Regions from separate parts of the Zea mays genome. Here regions 2 and 3 are each linked to region 1. Evidence: chromatin contacts called from public Hi-C data. All regions are on one chromosome and are shown on one strand. Each heading gives the region's core, a stretch centred on a gene start, on an enhancer-like site or on the middle of the called end of the contact. The rest is flanking DNA. Distances are from core to core; before and after follow the strand shown.

What was found. Hi-C and Micro-C count contacts between places; a contact is called where the count stands out from the background.
Region 2: a contact with region 1 is called in a Hi-C map of leaf, with 5 times the contacts expected there. The contact joins the promoter of LOC103641148 here to the promoter of LOC100280572 in region 1. A contact is called at or near these places in 16 of 25 Hi-C or Micro-C datasets (bundle sheath, ear, endosperm and 5 more) and 1 of 3 datasets of contacts at active chromatin or transcription factors (seedling).
Region 3: a Hi-C map of ear shows a contact between it and region 1, with 2.0 times the contacts expected there. The contact joins the promoter of LOC100383496 here to the promoter of LOC100280572 in region 1. A contact is called at or near these places in 3 of 25 Hi-C or Micro-C datasets (ear, leaf and tassel).

Annotation. Positions count from the first base shown.
Region 1 is chr10:64,760,486-64,763,185 of Zm-B73-REFERENCE-NAM-5.0, reverse strand. LOC100280572 (flower-specific gamma-thionin) reads left to right here and starts at 1,409. Exons shown (of 2, transcript NM_001153491.2): 1 at 1,409-1,811; 2 at 1,915-2,286. The coding sequence starts at 1,748. The coding sequence ends at 2,099. LOC103641146 (bifunctional purine biosynthesis protein PurH) reads right to left here. Exons shown (of 12, transcript NM_001353089.1): 12 at 2,436-2,700. It overlaps LOC100280744, which reads right to left and starts at 1,282. Exons shown (of 2, transcript NM_001329491.1): 1 at 1,043-1,282; 2 at 498-951. The coding sequence starts at 1,264. The coding sequence ends at 778.
Region 2 is chr10:64,901,543-64,904,264 of Zm-B73-REFERENCE-NAM-5.0, reverse strand. It overlaps LOC103641148, which reads right to left and starts at 1,446. Exons shown (of 9, transcript XM_008664519.2): 1 at 1,155-1,446.
Region 3 is chr10:64,949,092-64,951,867 of Zm-B73-REFERENCE-NAM-5.0, reverse strand. LOC100383496 reads right to left here and starts at 1,504. Exons shown (of 15, transcript NM_001176144.2): 1 at 1,126-1,504; 2 at 589-643; 3 at 351-502; 4 at 195-234. The coding sequence starts at 1,299.

The sequences.
Region 1 (2,700 bases), core at 160-2,659:
CCGATGAGCACGTACGTGACAAGAAAAATCGAGAGAACGCCGACACGAGAAAGCGAGAACATGCACCGTCCACACCAGTGTAACTCCCGATGAGCATGTATGTGACAAGAAAAATCGAGAGAACGCGACATGGCTCCCATCGATCGTAGCGGCCGGCGGGCCGTGTTGGCACGTTGCTGACTTACATTAGGATAAATTAGACATTAGGATTACATAGCACGTATCTTTATCGATCTCGAAACAATTTCACATATTTAACAGCCATGGAAAAAATATAAAAATTGTATTACACATTATTACGTACAGGCAAATACTTGGTGTGAGCTAGCACAAGCTGGGATAAACCAAGCAAAAGGTCGTTAATAGTGTAACTTGGATGCAAACTTGTCATAGTTATTGATATAAAATAAACTGTTGTCGCTCTTAAATTTTTCGATAAGAGTATACGAACATCAGGACATGTATATAATACTGCATGCACGTGTTTATTGTCAAGATGTCATGACCATCATCAAAGCGTGGCGGCCGGATGCATGGGTGGACGTCGACGACACAGCTCATGAGTACTCGAACGACAGACGACGACGTATAGGAACGATGGCCGTGCATGCTAGCTGCGGCGTCCACACAGCTCGGCGCGCGTACGCGTACATGTGGTGCATTATTGCATGTAGTGTAGACGTATAGTAGTACATATTTAGCGACCGGCCACGACGTCGATCCTTATTAATTTAATTAAAGGCCGATATAGCTAGCTTGCTAGATCCTAGAGCCTAGCTAGCTAGCACTCCCTGATGCACTTGCACTGGCGCATGATGCCGTCGCAGTTGCCGCCGCCGTAGCCCTCCTGCAAGCACACCTGCGCGCAGTTGTGGTCGGACATGCAGACCCCCTTGAAGCCCGCGCTCCGGCGCCGGCACACGCGCGCCTCCGCCAACGGCGCCGCCTCCTCTGCATGCATTGCAGGCACGCGTAGTACGCATGATGATGTGTGCGTGTGTATATATATGTTAGTGGTGTAGCTATAGTGATAGTGACGTACGCGCAACGACGATGAGGAGCAGCAGGAGGACGGCCACCTGCGGCGTCGCCACCTTCCTGATCGTCCACATATTCCGGCCGGCTCTGCTGCTTGTGCTTGGTCGACTACTGATGTGGGATGAGCGTCAGATCGTATGCTGGATGACCCTGCCTGCTTGTTGGCTCGCAGATATAGGCGCGGCCGGGCGCGCGGCCGGCGGTGGACCGTGGACGGCGCGCGCATGCAAGAGCGGCGACGCGTGGCGAGCTGCGGCGGCCGCGCATGCGCACGTGGCTGCCCGCACGGGCTGCATGCGCGCCAGGTCAGCTAGGGGCAGCACGCTGAGCCGAGTGCGTGCCGTACGTAGCGTCGCCAGCAGCTGATTCTAACTTTCTGTTCTAAACTTTCTAGGTGCATGGTACCGATCCACCCACCCACCCCTCCTCGCCTGTCTGCCACGCACGGGATCGGAGGAGGTTGTCCTTGACGTCGTCTCGAGTCGACGACGAGCTCGCAGCACCGGCCGCTAGCTGGCCTCACGCGGTGCGGTGGCAGCAGGTGGCAGGGAGCGAGCCGCCACGTGCCGCGCTGCCACGTGAGTATAAGTACCCTGCTCTGCTATATAGAGCTCGCAACTCGCTGGCCATAGATCCATTGATTGATCGGACGGACGCGCGTCTCCGGTCCCGTCCGTAATAACACTGATCCGATCCACGCCGGCCGGCGATGGAGCTCATCAAGTCCAGGGCGACCGTGTGCGCGCTCCTCCTGGCGCTGCTCCTGCTCTCACGTAATAAAAAAAGCATACTGATTTATTCGTTGATTTAATTCACGTATTATTCTTAATTTCTGCTGCCTCATGGACTCTTCCTCCTTCCGCTATCCACGCACAGACTACGACGGCGGGACGACGACGACGATGGTGGCGGAGGCCCGGGTGTGCATGGGCAAGAGCCAGCACCACTCGTTCCCCTGCATCTCCGACCGCCTCTGCAGCAACGAGTGCGTCAAGGAGGACGGCGGGTGGACCGCCGGCTACTGCCACCTCCGCTACTGCAGGTGCCAGAAGGCGTGCTAAGCAAAGCTCTTGAAACACCCTTGGCTTGCCAGAACTGAACTGTGGTAGTACTAAGTAACACCCTTGGCTAGCTGTGCACAACCTACGTACCGTGCATGCATGTAATGTGGTGTCATGTAACGTGACAGCAATAAATATTAATAACAATAATAACACGGCATGTAGCCTTTGCATGCTTCTAGCAGCAGACTGTGCGATCCCACCGGTCAGCGACCGTTTCCGATTTCCATCCACCGCAAGAGTTAGTATTAAGCTCAATCAACCTCTTGCCAGGCTGACGACGTCATATATACAAACCGGGACCCACCGACCCATCCTCTCGAGAGGCGACATTTGGTTGTATACCATGTTATCTCATGTGATCAACTACTAACAGTTATTTCCAACGGACACATTATTAAAAATCACTTATATTCTTGTATATAAACTATAGTTCCTGCAATACAGTGAACAGTTCTGCCATTTGTATCTTTCTCTACTCTTTGCCACTGAGTATCCAGCACCATCAGAGTCTCCCTAGTAGCCAAGAAACGCCAGCCGGCATCAGCGCTGGGATGAAACGCCAGATCCTTCCTTCCAGCCACCGGCCAGATCGACGCAG
Region 2 (2,722 bases), core at 197-2,696, 140 kb before region 1:
CAAAAACAGGAACTTTTAATTACAACGCATCCTGACGTAAAGTCCCATTTTTTTTCTCTTGCTACACTGCCTATGCACCAAATTACGTCTATGTTCTCAGATCCTCAACAAGATAAAATTGGAGTAAGGGGGTGTTTGAATGAACTAGAGATAATAGTTCAGCTATTAGCTATTTTTAGTAAATTAGCTACTAGTTAGCTAGCTAATTCTACTCGTATATTTTTAGCTAACTAACTATTAGCTCTAGTGAATTCAAACACCCCCTAAAGCAGAGGACAGACAATTCATCAATTGTTATCGTAGGAGCGGTTGAGGCTGCTGTGTGCTTCCAATGTTTATGATAATAAACTTTGCTACAGCGCCAATTTTGTCACAAAAAGTCTACCTCACGCTAGTGTTTTTTTATAAGTGAAATTTGGTAGGATTTAGGAGTTTCATGAAACACAGCAAGTAATAAAAAGAAAGGACAAGTTAAATCTACGGACAGTCATATACCACCAGGGCAACAAATGTGCCAGCAGGCGGCAGAAGTGTTTGCAGAATGGCATTAGGCAAAAACAAAAGTAAAAAATTCACGCCAGATGGGTTAAAACCGGGCTGAAGGCATGGTTTCGTGGTAGGAACCGCATGGTGCTCACTAGTCACTTCATCTCCCTCCATCCATCCATCACTCCACCACCAGACCACTGGTTATATATACTTTTTTTTTGTCCTATGAACCCGAAAAACGGGACATCTCCAAACCCAAATTCCACCAGAAGAGCAAATCACATACTCCAAGTTCACTAGGCACTAGCCTAGTAAAAAACCCAAGGAAAAATGGAACTTGAATTCCTACTCGTCTCGACCTAAAGTTACGATCTTCCCCGTGCGCCACTGCTTACCGCACCGAACTTCTTCCCAGCCCACCCACCCAGAAGCGGAGCCCGCAATTTCCACACATACACACACACTGAACCCAGTAAAAAGAACAGCATAAATCCCACACCAGATTTCCCAACCGGACCAGACCAAACCTCCCGGAGGACACCGAATCCCACCGTGTACCGGCACGCCCTCTCCACCCGTCACCCGAGAGGCCCGTGGGAGAGGGAGGGAGCGAGGGATAGTGGGAAGGAGTAGTAGGGCGCGGGGGGGGAGCACGGATGACTCACCGTCCCATCGGTACGGCCCGGCGGATGGGGCTCCCGCTGCTAGGGTTAGGGTTCCGGCGGGGTTGTGGTGGCGAAGCGGTCGACGGGTCGAGACGTCGTGAGAGCGGAAGGCTCCTTTCTATTCTTTTCCCCGTGCAGAGAGGGAGGAGAAGGCCAGAAGCCCGCCAGGCAGGCACAGCACGCACGCACGCGTGGCGTCACTCGTCAGCTGGCTCTACTCGCCTTCCTCTCCACTTTACCAAAACAGCGCACGCAAGCACTCTCTTGATCGCTCTTGCACACTACCGGATTCGATGATTGGATTTGTTGTTGCTCTTTTCATCCGCCGTTTTTTTCTGCACGTTGACCTGTGACAGAAGGAAATGCGTCCATCTAAAAGATGGGCAGGCAGTACACGACACGTGCAATGAAAGGTCTTTTACGAGCTTGATATGCCAACGTCCGTGTGTTCTTTTACTACTTTGGGAGTAAAATGCTGAGGAATATAATGTTCCATACGACCATACCATATCTGTGTGCTTTTCAAAGATTCAATTGTTTAATCGGATGGAGTATATGTGAAAAAAAAAGTAGTTATGTTTAGGATTGTGATATTGTAAACTACTGAATCGACCTTAGACATCATCTAAAAGCAGAAGAGATGTGCCTCAATTCATAATTTTTTCATATTTCGGAGCTTAAACAAGATAAATATCATAAAGGAATGATGTAATTAACTTATGCGATGAATCTATGTGATGAATAGTGCTTTCCCGTATGTGGGGGAGTTTCCTCTCCCCTGGAGATGGCAACGGGCATATTTTACCCACGTGGAAAAACACTATAAGATACAGATTTAGGTATTAGTTTGTACCCGTGGGGTATGTGTTTCATTCTCAACCCGACGGGTTTTTCTCATGGGTATGAAAATATTATACCCGTGCCCGCAAACATACGAACCCACAATGATATATATATATATATATATATATATATATATATATATATATATATATATATATATATATATATATATATATATATATATATATATATATATAGGGTTGGGCTTCCATTACTGGAGAGAGCCCCGGCCAGGGTAGGTGTGCGGGCGCGGGACGACGTGGCAGGTGGTGGGAGTACCGCGCGCATGCACCGAGTCATGGTGGGGTCGTACGTGGGCAGTTACGCGTTTATGCATACGGAATTTGAATGAAACGAATGCGTAAATGGTAATAGTGGGGGTGCTCGGGTACGACGGGATCGTAGATGTCAAACGTGGGTCGCGCGTTTATGCTTGCGTATTTTGCCGATATTGGCTGCGTAAATTGGCATAGTTGTGTCTCGGGACGTGATCAGGAGGTGGTTCGGCTTTTATGCTTGTTTAAATTACCAATAACAAATGCATATCCATCTGACGCGACATGTGTGGTCAGATCGGGTAGTGGGGGTGTCGCGCGCGTCATCCGGGAACGTGGTGGGGTCGCACGTGGTGGTGAGCCATGTTTATGAAGCTGTAACACAATTGGCAGGTAATCGTAACATGTCGGTTCACGTAAATCTCGTGACATACAAATCACACAGGATAT
Region 3 (2,776 bases), core at 255-2,754, 190 kb before region 1:
ATCCTCACATCAATCACAAAGAAATTAAGAGAAGATGGGATGGTGTGGTATGTTGTTATATGCATAATCCACAATGGGAATAAAAGAAATCTAGAAATTCACGCCCCAAAAAATGTGTGCTTTTAGGTCTAATTTCATAGCACTAATTGAAGAAAGCAAAACTAAAATTCAATGGCTTGGGTGGGAAGACTTACTGAAACATCCCTTGGGGTCAGAACTGCCAAGCCTAGTCCCCTGTCCCCAGTTGATAAAAACAAATAGCAAAGTATATGAGCGTTTTCTATCATACCATAAAACATAATATGGACAACCACTGAACCACATAGCAATCTAAGTGAGTCCTAGAATACCTGGCCACCAGCCAATAAAACAACAGCCAACTTCCCCTCTGAAATGGCTCTCAAGCCCCTCCTCCACCACCTTTCTTTGTCCTCAGGAGTTCTGTCATCCACTGTCGAGACACTTGACTCAGGAACAGGCTCAAAGGTTGGTATAGGAGCACCTGTACTTGCATTAAAACGCCATCAAATATTTGAGCACTCACTGGAACTTATACTGCATATTGAAGCACGCTAAGAGAAAGCTCACCTTGTGATCTAAGCGAGCATCGGACAATCCGATCAATTCTAGGAAGATCTAGGCTCTGAAATTTGAATCATAAAGGAAGTCAGCCACAGTCAATCAGGGAAGTTCAGTGACATCAATGCATTCACTTCGCTTATGGAATGACAATTGAGATCAGTGCTCAAGGGCAACATCAACTCAATTACCAACATTAGGAGCCAAGGATCACACTCACACTACAACAAAACAGCTTGTCTTTTTTATTTATTTCATTCACCATATTTCATGTAACATAAGTTGCATCCTAAATCCTGTCACAACTGCAACGCCAAAATTAATTGTGTCCTCTGGATCAGATTTCAATAGAAAGAACAGATTTTTACGACGAGTCCTTATGTAAAAACCAAGTTTTTTGTGAAGAGTTTTTGTAACGTGTCCTTATTTCAACAGAAAGGACAGATTTTTACACCAAAATATCTGCACGTCTCTTAACAGTTACCACGCAAAAGAGAAACAGAAAGAAGAAACCTTTAGGCAGCCCAAATTTATGTGGCTGCTCACCTCAATGTCCCGGATGAGGCGGTCGCGCTCCTCGGGCGCGAGCTCGTCCCAGAAGGCGAAGGCACCCTCCTGGCCGTAGTCCTTGAGCCTCTCCAGCAGCTCCTGCGGCGGCGCCGCGCCCCACCTCCCCGCCGCGGGGGCCGGCGTCCGAGCCGCCACCACCATCTCCGTCATCTTTCAAGCCGCAGCAGCAACCCCACCGAGAAAAAAAAGATCACGGGATCTACGACTGGGCACTTGGACAGTGGTGATCTGCGGCGGGTACGATCCGATCACGGGGCCGCCGATTAATTAGGACGACTGATTAGCGTCGTGATTGGATCTTGTCAGCGTGAGATGAGGAGACAGGAGAGGTGCTCTGCAGTCTGCAGTGCAGTTCGGTGGTCGGCGCGGCCGGCCGTTCCAGAGAATATTTGAGCCAGGTGCTTCTGCTTAGGGGCAAAAAGGTCAAACCACCTTGTGAAGACCAAGATTTTATGGCAAAATATTTAGAGTCATCTCTACTACTATAATGCGCTAATATAATACGTCAGTAAAATATAATATAAAAAATCAATTGTCAGAATTTGAACCATGGTCTCAATCGCCTCTAATCAAGGTCATGTTGATTTGTGTGGTATAAAGAAAATATATATCATATATATAGAAACAGTAGTGATATACGATTAACTAACATGTTATACATGTATGTACGAGCTAAAAGTCCAGTCTATTTTTTAGTTCCTTTGTGCTTATACACAAGACAGAATAAAAACATGAAATGAAAAAGAATAAAAAAGAAAGAAAACACGTAACAAAAAAGAAATAAAAAAAAACTAAACAAGACAGAATGAGTTAGAGCAGTGTACACACGAGCATAAAAAATTGATCCAAAGATGATTTCAACCTATGGTGCAATCTAGGCACGAAATTAAGCTCACCTTTGAGCGTGCACGAGAGGTCCAAAAGCATTTCAATGTACGCGATATTGTGTGTGGATGCAGATGAGAGAATATAAGCAAAATAAATTATTTAAAAGATATAAAATATTCTGTATTTGCATGCTTTTTTAGCATATGGAACATGTGTTTTTAGTACAAATGAGAATATCTATTACAAAAGTTCACACAACTACAGTAGAAAAAACTTATTTATAAAAAAATAAAACAAGGCTACTAACATGTGTAGGTGTTTGCATGGTTTCAGAGCAAAATTCTGAAGAGGAGCTGACCAGAACCAACTAAACACTCTAGCTCTAGAGTTGTAAACTTTATAGAGTTTTGAAAGGTGCATTATAATTTTTGTAGAGTGGCTCCTTACTACTCCAGAATCCTAAAAAAACTCCAGACCTCCTTCATCCTAGATTTTTAGAGTAGAGCTGATCTAAGGTAGAGTGGAGCCATGCCAAACACCCCCGATAGGGAAACTAGAACACAAGTAAATTAAGAAAAAAGGACAAAACCCTAACTAAAATCAGTCGATCAAAAAAATCCTTATCGCCACAAGAAAAACTCGAACATCTTGAGAACAGTTGAAGACCAAGTACATACATTGTTCATGATAGTCTAACAAAGGGCTATAGGGCACTTGATGCTCAATTCAGTTTGGAACTTCCCAAATCCGCGGAGTTTCGTTTAGATTTTGGAATTGATCTTCTAGGTTAACCTTCCTA